2 separate regions of the Mus musculus genome follow, and region 2 is linked to region 1. A link is a contact called in public HiCAR-type data. All regions are on one chromosome and are shown on one strand. The core of a region is the stretch at or near the end of the contact, and the rest is flanking DNA. Distances in the headings are between cores, read along the strand shown.

Region 1 (6,823 bases), core at 2,454-4,953:
GGTGTAGTACCATAGGAAGTGTTGCAGGCCCAGAGGACTAAATGCATGGTGTACCCAGCAGAAGGGGTGTAGGCTATTGCTTCAGATAGAAGGACAAAAGCCAGGGCTGTAGTGCAAGGGTAGACTGAGTCCTCTGTGGAGAGAACATAGGGACAGTATTGGGATGCTGGAGAGAAAGTGACTTACACTGTTCTTGTGTGAGCGTTTACTGTAAAGATGGACAGCCATGATCTTTACATTCAGGGCCAAGGCAGGCCAGAGCTCTGTTGTCAGCAAAGTGTCTGAAGTACAGGGCAGCAAGCACAGTGCATGGACTGGGCTTGTCCTCCTCCACGGCAATCCTCGGACACAGGATCTCTCGTCTCTGTGTCAGTATTAGTCACTTTTCTTGGTACTGTAGCAAAATGCCAGAAAAAGCAAAGGAAGGAAGGAAGGAAGGGAGGGAGGGAGGGAGGGAGGGAGGGAGGGAGGAAGGAAGAAAGGAAGGGTTCATATGAGCCTATGGTTTGAGGACCCAGCCATTTATGGCAGAGAGGGATGGTGATATGGGGAACCAAACCTTACTCTGCAGTGACAAACTCAAGAGACTCAATTTTCAGAAAGAGATGCTGGCACAGAGAAAAGGCAAAGATGGCTGAAATGAGGATTTGGTGTGCAGCAGTGGCTTTTAAAGTCCCTGATAATGAAAAATTCTGTCCCTTTTCCTCAAAGGCTGGTTCTCAAGAGAGTTGCTGGGGCTTGAGAAATGGCTCAGTGGTTGGGAGCACGGGTCACTCTTGCAGAGGACCTGAGCTCAATTCCCAGCACCTACATGGTAGCTCACAAGCATCTCCAACTCCAGGTCTAACTAAGAGAACTCCTTTTCTGACTTCATGGGCATTTGATACAAACATTCACACACTCTACCAACCTCCTTTGCCCAGTTCCCCATTCTACCGGTTGTGAACTTAAAACCTTATTCTAACCTTGGGGCTTGAGACTATTCCCTCCTCTTATCATAAACGCAGTCATGCAGCTTACTGCTGAGAGCTCTCAAACTTCAGAATTGTGAGACAGGAAGGCACCAGCGGGCAGCTAGAGGAGAGAGGGTCACTACCACCTCACCTTCCTGCTGCTCCGTGACTCTCTAATGGACTCTGGGCAGGCCTCATCTTGAAACTGGACTATAATGATCATTTCTTCCTGTGACAAGCGTCTAAGGCAGCTGGCCACTTGGTCACTTTGCATCTGTAGCCAGGAAGCAGAGGTAGATGCTGGTGTTCTGCTCACAGAGAGCTTTTTATCCAGGGTCTAGAAGCCATGCTGATAGGACAATGCTGCCCAGAGTCAGGGTGTGGTATCCTCTCTCCGATAGACTTCCTTTGGAAACATCCTCACAGATACACTCAGAGGTGTGTCTCCCAGGTGACTCCAAACTCTGTGCAGTTGCCATGGAAGACTAAGCTGCCAGTGTTCAATGAGTCTTTGTTGAAGCAACAGCATCTTTTTTAGAATCTTGTTCTTCTCTGTGCAGCACTTCCAACGCCCATGCTAGCCAGGGAAGTACCCTGCTCCTATGTGATATTTATTTACTTATATGCTTGTCTTTTTTTATGTCTGTGTGGAGTACAGGCATGTGTGTATATATGTTTTTACATGTATATATGCTTGTACACGTGTGTGCATATGTGTGTGGAGGGTAGGGGTTGATGTCAGATGTTGTAAGCTTACAGGCAATTCCACTAGGCTCCTCCCAGGGACCTAGCAGCGACTTACTTCATCAGCTGCTGCCATTACCTGCTGCCTGCCAGGTGCAGGTGGCCTGGCACATAAAAAGACGGCTCAGCACTCCAGTCCCCTCTCTCTCTGTCCCCACATGTTCCTGGCTGGCCTCTTTTTCCCCAATCCTGTCCTTCTCTGTCCCTTCTTCTCTGCCCTTATGGCTCTGCTCCAGTCTGTCTGCCTCTACCCCTTCTTCAGGTCCTCCCATCCCTCTCTTCCCCTAAATGAACCTTCCTTATATCAGATCTGTCTCATGGTGTGATTTCTCAGGGAGACACCTTGACAAGGGCCTGCCAGTTACCCCAACCTGCTGCTGCATTATATTTCATAATGAAGAGCTCAGAGCAATCTGAGGCATTGGTCTGTCGCCCCCATCTTACTGCATGCCCTTAAGTCCTGCGTTCTTGTCAGCTGCAGTAAATCCACCTGGCCGGCATGAGCCCTGTAAAGACTAAGACCACTGCCTAAGAATAGCCTTGAGCTTGCACCAACATCCGCTATCTGCCACACCCTGGGCTGCAGAACTAACCCCCAACTTACGAATTCCTTCTTTACTCTCCCCTGAGCATCTGCTTGTGGGTTTATGCTTCAAGAGGAGGCTGCTCTCAACCTTTCAAGGTGGTTGTGTCAGCGCCTGAGACTGAGGCTACCCTGACAGGTTAGAAGCGTTTTCCTGAAATGAATAAAGTTGCTTTTGGTTTATTTCTGACTTCAGTGGTTGTCATGGTTTGAATATGCTTGGCCCAGAGAGTGGCATTATTTGGAAGTGTGGCCTTATTGGAGTAGGTGTGGTCTCCTTGGAATAGGTGTGTCTCTGTGGATATGGGCTTTAAGACCCTCATCCTAGCTGCCTGGAAGTCAGTCTTCTTCTGTTTGTCTTTGGAACATGATGTAGAATTCTCAGCTCCTCCCGCACCATGTCTGCCTGGATGCTGCCATATTCCTGCCTTGATGATACTGGACTGAACCTCTGAACCTGTAAGCCAGTCCCAATTAAGTGTTCTTTATAAGAGTTGCTTTGGTCATGGCGTCTGTTCACAGTGGTAAAACCCTAATTAAGATAGTGGTTTTTTTCCTCATTATTTGCCTGCACCATGACCCTAACAATAACAAATATCTCTCTCAGTTACTCTCCACCTTAAGTATCCAGACAAGGTCTGAAGCTACCCAGCTTGCTCTGGTTGGGACAGGGTGGTCTTCTCTGTCTTCTTCTGGGACCATAGGCTAGTTACCACAGCTGTCCAGCCAGTATCCAGTGCTGAGGATCTGAACCTCAAAGCCTTTATGCTTTGAAACAGTCCTTGAAATTTTCTACACAATACAAAAATTATTCTCGGGCTGGAGAGATGGCTTAGTGGTTAAAAGCACTGACTGCTCTTCCCGAGGTCCTGAGTTCAAATCTCCACAACCATCTGTAATGGGATCCGGTGCCCTCTTCTGGTGTGTCTGAAAACAGCTACAGTGTGCTTACATATAATAAATAAATATTTTTTAAAAAAGGAAGAAAGAGACAGGGAGAGAGAGAGAAAGAAAGGAAGAAAAAGAGAGAGAGAGAGAGAGAGAGAGAGAGAGAGAGAGAGAGAGGAAGGAAGGAAGGAAGAAAGAAAGAAAGAAAGAAAGAAAGAAAGAAAGAAAGAAAGAAAGAAAGAAAGAAAGAAAGAAAGAGAAATACCTCTTTAAAAAAAATTCTCTAGTCCTGGTGGACACAGTGAAGCAGGTACCCAAGTGTTAAAATCCTGTAAAAACAGGTTGAAACGCATCAACAAGAAGGCAGCTGTTAGACGCCCTAGATGCCCGACAGCTGTGACTTTGCATCTACTTTATGGAGCAAAACTGTTTTCTGTTTAGGAAGAGATTTACCTTGTATTTGTCTTTCTTCCTAGAAGCTAGTGGCGTGAGCTGTGGCATTTTTTCACAGTTGATTGCCTCCTGGACAAAATCCCAGAAATCCAGAGACAGTAGCCTGTGGTCAGCTGTGTGCTGTTTGAGGGCTGAGCAGTCCCACTGGATCATCTGGGGGCTGCCATTGCTTTGCATGGCTGAGCCTAAGAGCTGCTCCAGTTAGTGTGTCCCACCACTCAGAGGAGGACTATGTAGGGAGGGGGCTGGGAGGAGTGTAGCTGCTCAGGTAGTTTCTAAAGAAACATTTGCAAAGTACACAGACACACAGACACACACACACACATTGAATATGTATGTGTAGATAAGTACCATATACCCAGCTACCTCCTGTGGTGTCCCCCACCCCCCAGAAGGTTTCCAACCCATTAAAGACAATTGGATTTGCTTCTCTTGGAAATTCCCTATTGAGTTTAAGCCTCTCACTCTAAATGCAGTTATAGCTTAAAATATAAATGCCCTCTGACCCAATTCACTCCAAGGTGAAAAACAAAGGTTGATCTGGAAAGACATTCCTGGCAGAATTACTTAAGATGGAAAAATATGCAAAATTCCCAAACGCCTAGTAAGGAGGAATGAGTCACTGAATACCAATGCCTGGGCATAGGGGCAGCAAATTCAAGATTTAACATACACAAATATTCAGAATATATTCTTAAGGGACAGAAGAGCAAAGAACACAAAATAGTGCTTGCTACAATGTTGCAATTATAGGATACATAAAAATACATATACTCGCTTTCCCAGATATCTACACAAATGCATGTACACACATGGCCCGATTCTAAGCCTGTAAAACTCCATGTCTGGGCATATATGCATCCAGATTGAAACAGGATGTGGAGCACATACCAATGTTCCCACAACTGTTCCAGAGTCAGTCTCACAACAGCAAGCTAAAGAAACAACTGAAGAGTCCACTAAAAGATGGTTCATACTCAGAATGGCGGAGAGACTATGCACCCACAAAAGGATCATAATCCTGGCACTGGTAACATTAAACATAGAGAATGTCAGAAAGACAAGAAAGGACAGGTACCGCTTGTGCTCACTTGTGTGCAGAATCTAAAAGGCTTGAGTTCAGTAGAACAGAGGACAGAAAGGCAGCCACCCCAGGTATGGAAGATCTTGGTCAAAAGGTGCAGAGATTCGGTGAATTGGGAAGAATCACTGATCTGCACAGCATAGTGACTGCGGTTTAAAATGACATAATGCTTATTTCGTAGCTATGAAGACAGTAGTTTTGAAAAGTCTGATTTACAAGTCAGATAAGTATGTGAGGTCATGGATGTGCTGATGGGTTCCTTGCCCTCCTCCCCAACTGTTTCCTTGCCCCCTTTCCCTCCAATCCCCTCTTCTTCCCATCTGCATCTCCTTCCATCACTCTTTCCTCTTTGTCCTCCTCTTTCTCTTTCTGCACCCCCTTCTCCATCTCCTCCCCATTGCCTTCACCGTCTTTTTTGTCTTTGCTCCCCCATTATGTCTTATCAATAGAGCCCACGATGACAGGAGGAACGGGCTGTGTGCTGCTGTCCAGCTATAGGCCCCTGAACGACTCCCCCATATGTGTGCAGAAGCAGAAGCATTTGTGTGTGCACAATGTTTGTGCAGCACATGGCTTCTCTGTGTGAGGCACACAGAGGTAAGTGTGGGTCACACCAGTGGGTACAACTATGCCATAGCTCCTTTCTCATTTCTATGACAAAATACTCTGACAAGGGTAACTTCAACAGGGAGGGGTCATTTTGACTCATGGTTCCTGAGTGACACAGTCCATCTTGGAAGGACAACATGGCAGCAAGTAGGGAATGCAGGTGGTGGCAGGAAGAGGCAGCTGGCTGATCACGCCATATATGTGCTCCGAAAGCAGAGAGTGAAGAGGAAGTAGGGATGGATAGAAAGGTCTGAGGCCTGCCTCCAGTGAGGCCCCACCTCCTAAATGCTTCCCCAAACCTCCTCAAACACTGTCCCCAGCTGGAGATCAAGTTCAAATATTTGAGCCCATGAAGGACATCCCAAATTCACACCACAACAGACCGTCCCAGCCCTTTGCCCAGAGGATTTGCACATCAAGAATAAACAATCTTTGGTGTTGTTTTATTAGTTACTGTTGTGATAGTCAGACTTGAAAGACTCAGATGCAAAGAAGATGGCAGGGAAAGCCATGTCGAGAACAGTGTTAGTTCACCAGGCACAGTGTCCTGACAGAGCCTGGATGACGTATGGATGGGATGCAGAACAGGCGTGACTCTGAGCCAGGCACTGCTCTGCTTACCCTCAGGTCCCCCCTGTGCTGAGACCTGTGGATTTGGGGACCTGGGTGAGTTGGTTTGAGGAGGCTGCCTACTCTTTACTCCTCTGGTTCTGTGTGGGGACACGGGGCTCAGGGTATATGATGACTTGCTTATAATTGCCTAGGTCCTGGTGCTTCTCCATTCTCCTCATCTTCTTGCCTTGAACAGGCTGCCCCATTTATTTTTCACACTGAAACCTAATCACGGCCAAAGCCATTTGAGGCTAAGCAGGAAGCCATTTTCTCCCTCGGAAGTTGGATTTCTAGCAGGCTGTTCTCTCAAAATGCAGCTCAGTTTTTTTTTTTTGAAGATGGATCAAAGTTCTATTAAATCATATTTATGGAGGCAGAGCCTACAGCTCCCATCAAAACTGTGGAGACACAGATGTTATACTGTGGGAGGAGACCGTCGGAGCCAGAAGATGGCCAGACAGCTGAGAAACGACATCTCCTGGGCAAGATACAGCCATGGAAACCATAGACAGCTATGGAAGCCTGTTCTGGGTCTGCATTGGCCCATGGACAGTTCAGGGAGTGGAGGAGGGGCCTAGGCCCTATTTTTCACTGCTGAACTATTTCCTAGGAATAAACTCAAAAGATTTACTGCCTTCAGTTGTGTTCTTACTGGTGATGCCATCAGGCTCCAGAGTCAGTCCCAACCCAACAGCTGCACACATGGCTCTGATAAAGCAAATGGTAAAGCACAATAAACCTCAAAGTCTTGAATGTAGGAAAGTGACAGGTAGGGAGGAGGGAGGTGGGTAGGAGCATGGCAGTGGGGTGGTACCCAGAATGAACTGTTAACATGTATGAAATCAGCAAAGAATGAACACAAAATAATAGCTGGTAGGTTTTTCTCTGCCAGTGAAA
Region 2 (6,823 bases), core at 1,178-3,677, 280 kb before region 1:
GACACCCCCCCCCCCCCAATACCAACTGCCACACTGTCAGAGTGACTGACAGGAACCTAGTCACTGACTTTATGTTGGCTTTTATTTAAAGTCTGGCTGGGCACAGAAAGACAGACAGACAGACAGACAGACAGACAGACAGACAGACACACACACACACACACACACACACACACACACACACACGCTAACCAGTTGAAATGTCCAAATAAAATTTACTGCAACTTTTGTAGAATTTAATTTGTGCTACAAGTCTTGTTGCATAGGAAACTATTCAAAGCCCCTGAGGAAAAATATCCATGGTTTAAGGTGCGACTGGTTTTGTTTCTTCTTTGGGGAAAAAAGGCAAGAAAGAGATGCTCTCTGGGCAAAATGAAGGTGCAGAGTAACGGGCATTACTGTGGTGACCTGCGAGTCCTGTGACTTGGTTCCTACAGCATTAATACCTACTGTTTACTTCTAAGTCTGTTGGTCTGCGGGTTCTGATCGGAAGCAGAAGTTGGACACTGGTCATCAGCCTGTGCCTACAAAGCAGAGGGAGGCTCTGGAACTGGCCCTGTAAACAGACAGCCCAAGTCTTTCCCATTACCAGGGTCACTTAACTGCTGATCTTTCTACTTCCCGTTTCCTCCCCAAATGCCAGATACTGTGTGACCCTGGAAGTCATCATGGACCACATAACCCGCCACCTCGGTACAATCCTCTGCAAGCTCCCAACCTTCCAGAGAGCATCATTCAGGGAAAATGTTCCTCGTGCTAATATTTACACTGCTGGATAACTATGTTATCCCCTTAGGAGATGTGGGCGCACCAGGAAGGAGGTGGTTAAACGTGGAGATGAAGTGCGGAGTTTGGCAATGGCAGATGGCACCTCTACACGCCAGCATATGATGTCACCTGAAAAGTCACCAGGTGACCATGGTGGACATAAGAAGAGCCAGGGGCCACCAGGTTCTGGCTGGGTGCAAGGGTGTTCCTCCCACCTATAGCAGAGGTGGATCTGCCCTGAGGGAGCCAGCATTCAATGACCCAGAGTGGCAGGGACCACCTTGTTCTCAGGGGGCATTGTTCTTCAGAATGGTTACTGCAAATAACCAAATAGACAGGTGACAGGGACCCCTCCCCCCGGCCCCCTAACTCCAGCTGATTCCTTATTTGTTGGAAGAATCTCAATGGTACTGAGCTACCATGTGGGGACTTTGCAGCTCACTGAAGCACACAGACCAACATGTTATGTGGATGGCCACTGAGGACAGCAAGGTAGAAGGAAGGAGGGATGGGCAGCCTCAAGGCCACGTACAAGTCACCAGGCCCACGGGCTCGTCTTCCCACAGGCGACAAGTGGAAAATGTCTGCACAGAGCCAACTCCTTTCCCACTCTGCGTGTCAAAATACAAGTATGTCTGGGACTCAGAAACACCTGTGGCCTTACAATATCTACATACCCCTGGAACATAATTTGAAAAGGCCTTTAAAGAACATAAAAACCTCAATAGCATTTGCCTTTACTAAGGTGAAAAAATTTTTAAATAACCTTTACAGTCCATTAAAAAATTAGATACCACCTTTCTTACGTCCTTTCTAAGTCTTCTGTTTAAAAAAGTGATTTTAAATTTAAACGTACATTTTCAACAAATAGAAAGCAACACAATTGGCAACTGGAAGTAGAAAGCCCCTGGGACCTGCCCCTGGATAGAGGGGAGGGGAAGAAAGTCAAAAGTCCTCAGTCCCTCCTGGGCGTGGCTGGCAGGTAGGCCTCGACCTGAGCAGCCATCCCTCCCTGCACCACCCGGTGATGGCACAGCCCACTGTGGAGAGATGATGGGCCAAGTCCCAGCTCTGGTGGGTGGAGTCCCAAGCTCTGGTGGGTGGAGTCCCAGGTCTGGTGGGCAGAGTCCCAACTCCAGTGAGCAGTAGGGCAGGGATCCCACTCAGATCACAAAGTCATCATGGTCCGCGGGACTGAAGGCAGCTGCCCTCAGGATGTCCAGTGAGTTCACCAGGATCAGTGTCCCTGTGAGGTGCTTCCAGCGCCTGGTGATGGGGTTCTTCATCTTGTCCAGGCCTATGTGCAACTCCTGGATGACATCTCGGTAGCTGTCCCCAATCTGGTGGCTCCAGGTGAGTAAGAAGTCATAGGCAGGTTTCCACATGGCCTGGGTGATGCAGTGAACAGAAACATTAAAAAAAAAAAAAAAAAGAAAGAAAGAAAGAGAAAGGTCAGGATGGTGAGGTCCCTCAGTCAGTCACTCCTGTGACACTCACAGCAGCAGGTGGAGCCCTTAGTGCAACCTAGCCTACACTAGGGAAAGGGTGGGGTCCTCCTGTGTCCGAGTCATGAGATGGATCTCTCCTGCCTTACAGCACCCACTTTCACCCGTGCCGTGTATCAGAAACTGCCCATGCATAGAGAACGCACCCTCCCTCTTGGGACTTCCTGCTTCCCTGCCTCGTGAGACTGAATCAGCTTTCCAGGGTCACCTCCACAAACAGGCAGTGTCTGGGCAGGACTCCAGCACACCCAACCTTTGTTGAAGTTAGGTAACATAGCAGGAATTCAGCCAATATAGTGGGACCCCCCCCCCGGCTCTGTTAATATACTCATTGATGTTGCAGGAGGTAATTTAAAAGTAAAATTAGCAAGGGAGGACGGTGCTCTGCCCAGATTGTGGCACAGCAGCCCTGACCCCTCTATGCCAGGTTTTGAAGACAGGATCTGAACAACAGGCTGATGCCTCCCACCTAGCCAGGGTATACTTTGTATTGGGCAACCTCACTTCACCTCAGCCTACCCTGCTAGAGTGCTATGAAGCAGATTGGTTTATTATTGGACCCCAAGGGCCCTAGGGAACTGAGGGCAAAGAAAGTAACCAAGGGGCTGGAGCCCCACTCACCTCACTGTCTACTACCCCATTCCTGTCTCGGTGAGGAGACTCATAGGCATCCATCTGTTGCTTGGAGACCTTGGCTAGCTTCTCAGCCAGTTCCCTCCAGCGCTGGGCCACTTCGACAGCTGTGGTCAGGAGCACAAAGTCCTGGATGAGTCTCACCACCAGGCCCTGGCAGTCCATTTTCAGCAAAGCCTGGGAAGATGAAATGCAGCATGAGGCCAGGGTAGGCTTGGCTTCAGGGGACGGTCAACCTGTAGATGATGCTCTTTATCCTAAGAGTTCTAAGGCCCCTGCCTGGCACCACAGGTGTGCAAGAGGGTACAGATGCCTTAAGGGCTTTTGGGATTATAACATGAAAAATGTAAGACGACAGGGTGCAGGCCACCATGGCTAATGCCCTTATAAGAGCCACCCACCTATGAGCCAGGGCTGGACTGATACTCTTTCCAGAGGCAGTAGAGGGAAGGTGAGAGGTACTCCCAGTCACGGGAAGGCCTGACTCAGGCTGGCCAAGCACATCTGCTGTGCTGGTAATAGGACATACTGGCAGACACTGAGCAGCTAAGTCCAGAGCCCCTCAGAAAGAGAGAGAGAGAGACCAGAGGCAGAAGCAGGACTCAGTTTTTTGAGGTTCTCTCCATGACAATGGCACATCGAGAGCTGACCCATCCTGATGACAGGGTGAAAGGGTTAACCTTATGTCAACTACTTATGTATTTCTGAAAGTGATCATCGCTTGGATTTTGGTATCTGAAAAGAGATCATTTTTAATAAAACTAAATATGTGTTTATATTCCAGAAAAAAAAAGTATGATCATGTGTATAGCCATGTGTCTCGGAGTGGATGTGTGATGTGTCAGTGGTCAAGAGTTAGAATTAAGCTTTGTTTGAAGGGCTGTGAGTTTAGGGATAGACTGGGGCAGGAAAGGTCACCTCAGCTCTATGTGTCATCCTGGGAGAGGATGCAAATGAAGAGGGCTTGACAATAAATCACTTAATCACATCAAACAAGCCGTGGTGTCTATGCACTTGGGTGCCTGGCTCTGGAGGTGGCCTTATGTCCTAGGTGACAGAGTGCGTCAAAATCACCTGCTTCGATTCAAGTCAACTCTTGGCAGGAGCCAGTAAACCCGCTCTCTCCCCTGGGGCTCTGGGCACAGAATACAAAGGTCCTGAGAAATGTAGGCCATTGGTTAGGAGAGCACAGGGCCAGGTCCAGGGTAGCTAAGGCTCCATTTCTGGGAGTAGCCGTTAGTGACTAGGCTAGTGCTTTTGAAGTCAGCAATGAGGGCGTCTCACCTCTCCTGCACTCGACTGGGCTCTTCTCACTCCACTTTTTCTGAGCCCAGCACTGGCTCTGCCTGTTACCAGCTGCTCATACCACCCAGTGTGTTTGAGTGCATTCTCCAAACGGGTGAGCTTTGGATACACGTTAAGTACTAGCAATGGGAAGTGTGCCTCAGGATTCCAGCTCTGGGGAATCCTACCCATCCCACGGCTCACTCAAGTATACAAAGGCATGCTGGAAAATACCAAAGGAAATAAAACACAATACTCATTTCAGATAGAATTTTGCTAATATGAGCGAAGGGGCAGATTGAAATTGTGGCTTGTAGGCCACATGGTTTCTGTCCCAGCATTCCACAGGGCAGAAAGACGTTGCCTGACAGCAGCCCTTCTAGTTTTATTTCTGTTGCTGTGAGAAACATCTTAAAGCAACATGGGAGGAAGGGGTTATCTGACTTACAATTTCAGGTTATAGTTCATCACTGAGGGGCAGTCAAGGCAGGAATTCATCTGGTCAGTCATATCATACTCACAGTCAAGAGCAGAGAGAAACAAATACACCCATCCTGTCTGCTTCTTGCTTTCAGTTTTATACAGTTTCAGGGCCCCATGCCCAGGGAATGGCACTGCCCACAGTGGGCTTGGTCTTCATACATCAATCATCAATCAAGACAATTCCCCATAGACATGACCACAGAACAACCTGACCTAAATAATTCTTCAATTGAAACTCTTTTTGCAAGCAATTTTAGGTTGTGGTAAGGTGACTTTAAAATTCATCACAAGTTAAACTGCAGACAGCTGGGAGGTCAAGGGACACGCTGTGTCTCTGTAAGATATTATGTACAGTAACAGTTGGGCACAGGATATGTGGATGCTAACTTGTTCTACAAGCTCTTAGGAAAATAGGTAAACTAGTACTTGGGCTCGTGTTAGTGTGTTTGCTCCTGAGATGTTCTCGTCTGAATGGAAAAGCTCTCCTGCATGATACAAGATGGACCTACGTCTTCACCCAGTTAACTATACAGCCAGCAGCTTAGTCTCTGTGACCTCTTGGTCTGCAGAATAAGGTGGGTTTTCCTTCATGATCCATCCTGAGTCTCCTTGCCACTTCTGTTCTCTTGATAGCCACCCTCCTTGGTATCCTGGGCAGCTCGGTCATCTTCCCTGCTGGAGACAACTGCCTTCTTGATTTGCGCCTTACAGTCTCACCCCTTCCTTGTCAGACACATTCCTGCAAAGGGCCCACTGTAGCCCTTTTTCTGTATGTCCCCATACTGTGATTCAATGGACTACTGGAGACTTGTCCTTAGCAGTAGCTCCAGGATCAGGTTGGGGAGAGGGTGGGGGAGGGTTTAATGAGATCACCATGGGTTCGTCTACTTAAATTTCTTTTCCTCTAATTTCCAGCCAACATTTTCTCCTTCCCACCCCCCCCCCAAAAAAAAACCAACAGAGACCACAGGGCCTACTCAAGATGGTGTCCTTAAAATAGAAAACATTGTTTTACACCAAAGGCATGCTGCCTGGGACTAGAGAGATAGCTTAGTTGGCGACACCATTTGCTGCTCTGTCATGAAGACCAGAGTTCAGGTCTCAACACATACATCAGGTAGCTCACAAATATCTGTCACTCCAGTGTCAATGGATCTGATGTTCCTTCCCCTTTGGCCTTCAAGGGTACATGTTTTACAGACAGACAGACACACACACAGACACACGCACGCACACACACACACATACACAGAGACATATGTACATACATACATATAAAATAAAAACTAAATATGTATTTTTAAGTGTATTGGTGTATTGCCTTAAACTAAAAAGCATATTACTGGATACAACCCATCACAGTCCCTCAAGAGTTAGTTCTTTGGGAGTCCTGCCTATGACCCTTTTTGCCTCAGGCCACTTCAAACTTGTGCTGGCAAGATGACAGTAACTCAGATCTACAAGGTGCACACACGCCTGCAGTCAGACTATTTTCTTCCCAGTGTATTCACGGAATATACACACATGAGCATGTGTTCCCACTGGCTTCCAAACACACTCAGAAAACCCTTTTCCCAAGGCCCACACAGTACAACAGAAGATGCACCAGGATTTCAACACCTTAAGACCAGAACATTCTGCAGTTTTCCCCTTCAGGAAACAACCCTAAACCTCCATACCAAACTTCAGGCTACAGAACCAAGTCTCCTACCCCTGCCATGGTCTGGGCCAGTAACTTCAGGGATGGGGCTTCTCAGAATTTTCAAAGCGTCTCCTGTCACTCTCAGCCAGCTGACTCCAAAGTGACACTAGCTATATATGTACCCAACAGTGTTCCCTGGAAAGAGCCCGTGACTTAGAATTATAACACACAGGCTTCCCAGAGGGTCTTGAACTTCAATGGTCATCAAAACCACCAGTGCCTCCCATCAAATATGCCAAGGTACCAGAGAGCAGGCAGCCCCAGAAAAGTCAACTGTGGAACACCCACCACAAATTGCAGCCATTGTCAAGGTCAATGGAGGCCTTGAGTGATTTAAGTTGATAGCTCTTGCTACACACAGGGCGTGAATTACAGAAGAGAAAGGAAGCACGGTGGGACCCAAAAGAACACAGAAGGCTCAGATGTCTCTTAGCTGAAGCCACTACTC

What was found. HiCAR-type assays count read pairs that join an accessible place to other places.
Region 2: a HiCAR-type map of kidney shows a contact between it and region 1, with 6 times the contacts expected there. The contact joins two enhancer-like sites. A contact is called at or near these places in 1 of 15 datasets of contacts at CTCF or cohesin (the NIH/3T3 cell line), 1 of 484 Hi-C or Micro-C datasets (nephron progenitors), 1 of 115 datasets of contacts at active chromatin or transcription factors (kidney) and 1 of 9 other capture datasets (embryonic stem cells).

The regions. Positions count from the first base shown.
Region 1 is chr1:88,866,956-88,873,778 of GRCm38.p6, reverse strand. No RefSeq gene overlaps it. Among named protein-coding and RNA genes, the nearest start is that of Platr5, 120 kb to the right of the region's middle. Within about 2 kb of position 3,703, at least 24 of the 459 cell types and tissues checked have an H3K27ac peak or open chromatin away from gene starts, as enhancers often do. A contact at or near this core is called in kidney, where this site is marked.
Region 2 is chr1:89,148,460-89,155,282 of GRCm38.p6, reverse strand. Sh3bp4 (SH3-domain binding protein 4) reads right to left here. Exons shown (of 6, transcript NM_133816.3): 5 at 2,895-3,083; 6 at 196-2,156. The coding sequence ends at 1,932. Among named protein-coding and RNA genes, the nearest start is that of Gm34331, 48 kb to the right of the region's middle. Within about 2 kb of position 2,427, at least 15 of the 459 cell types and tissues checked have an H3K27ac peak or open chromatin away from gene starts, as enhancers often do. A contact at or near this core is called in kidney, where this site is marked.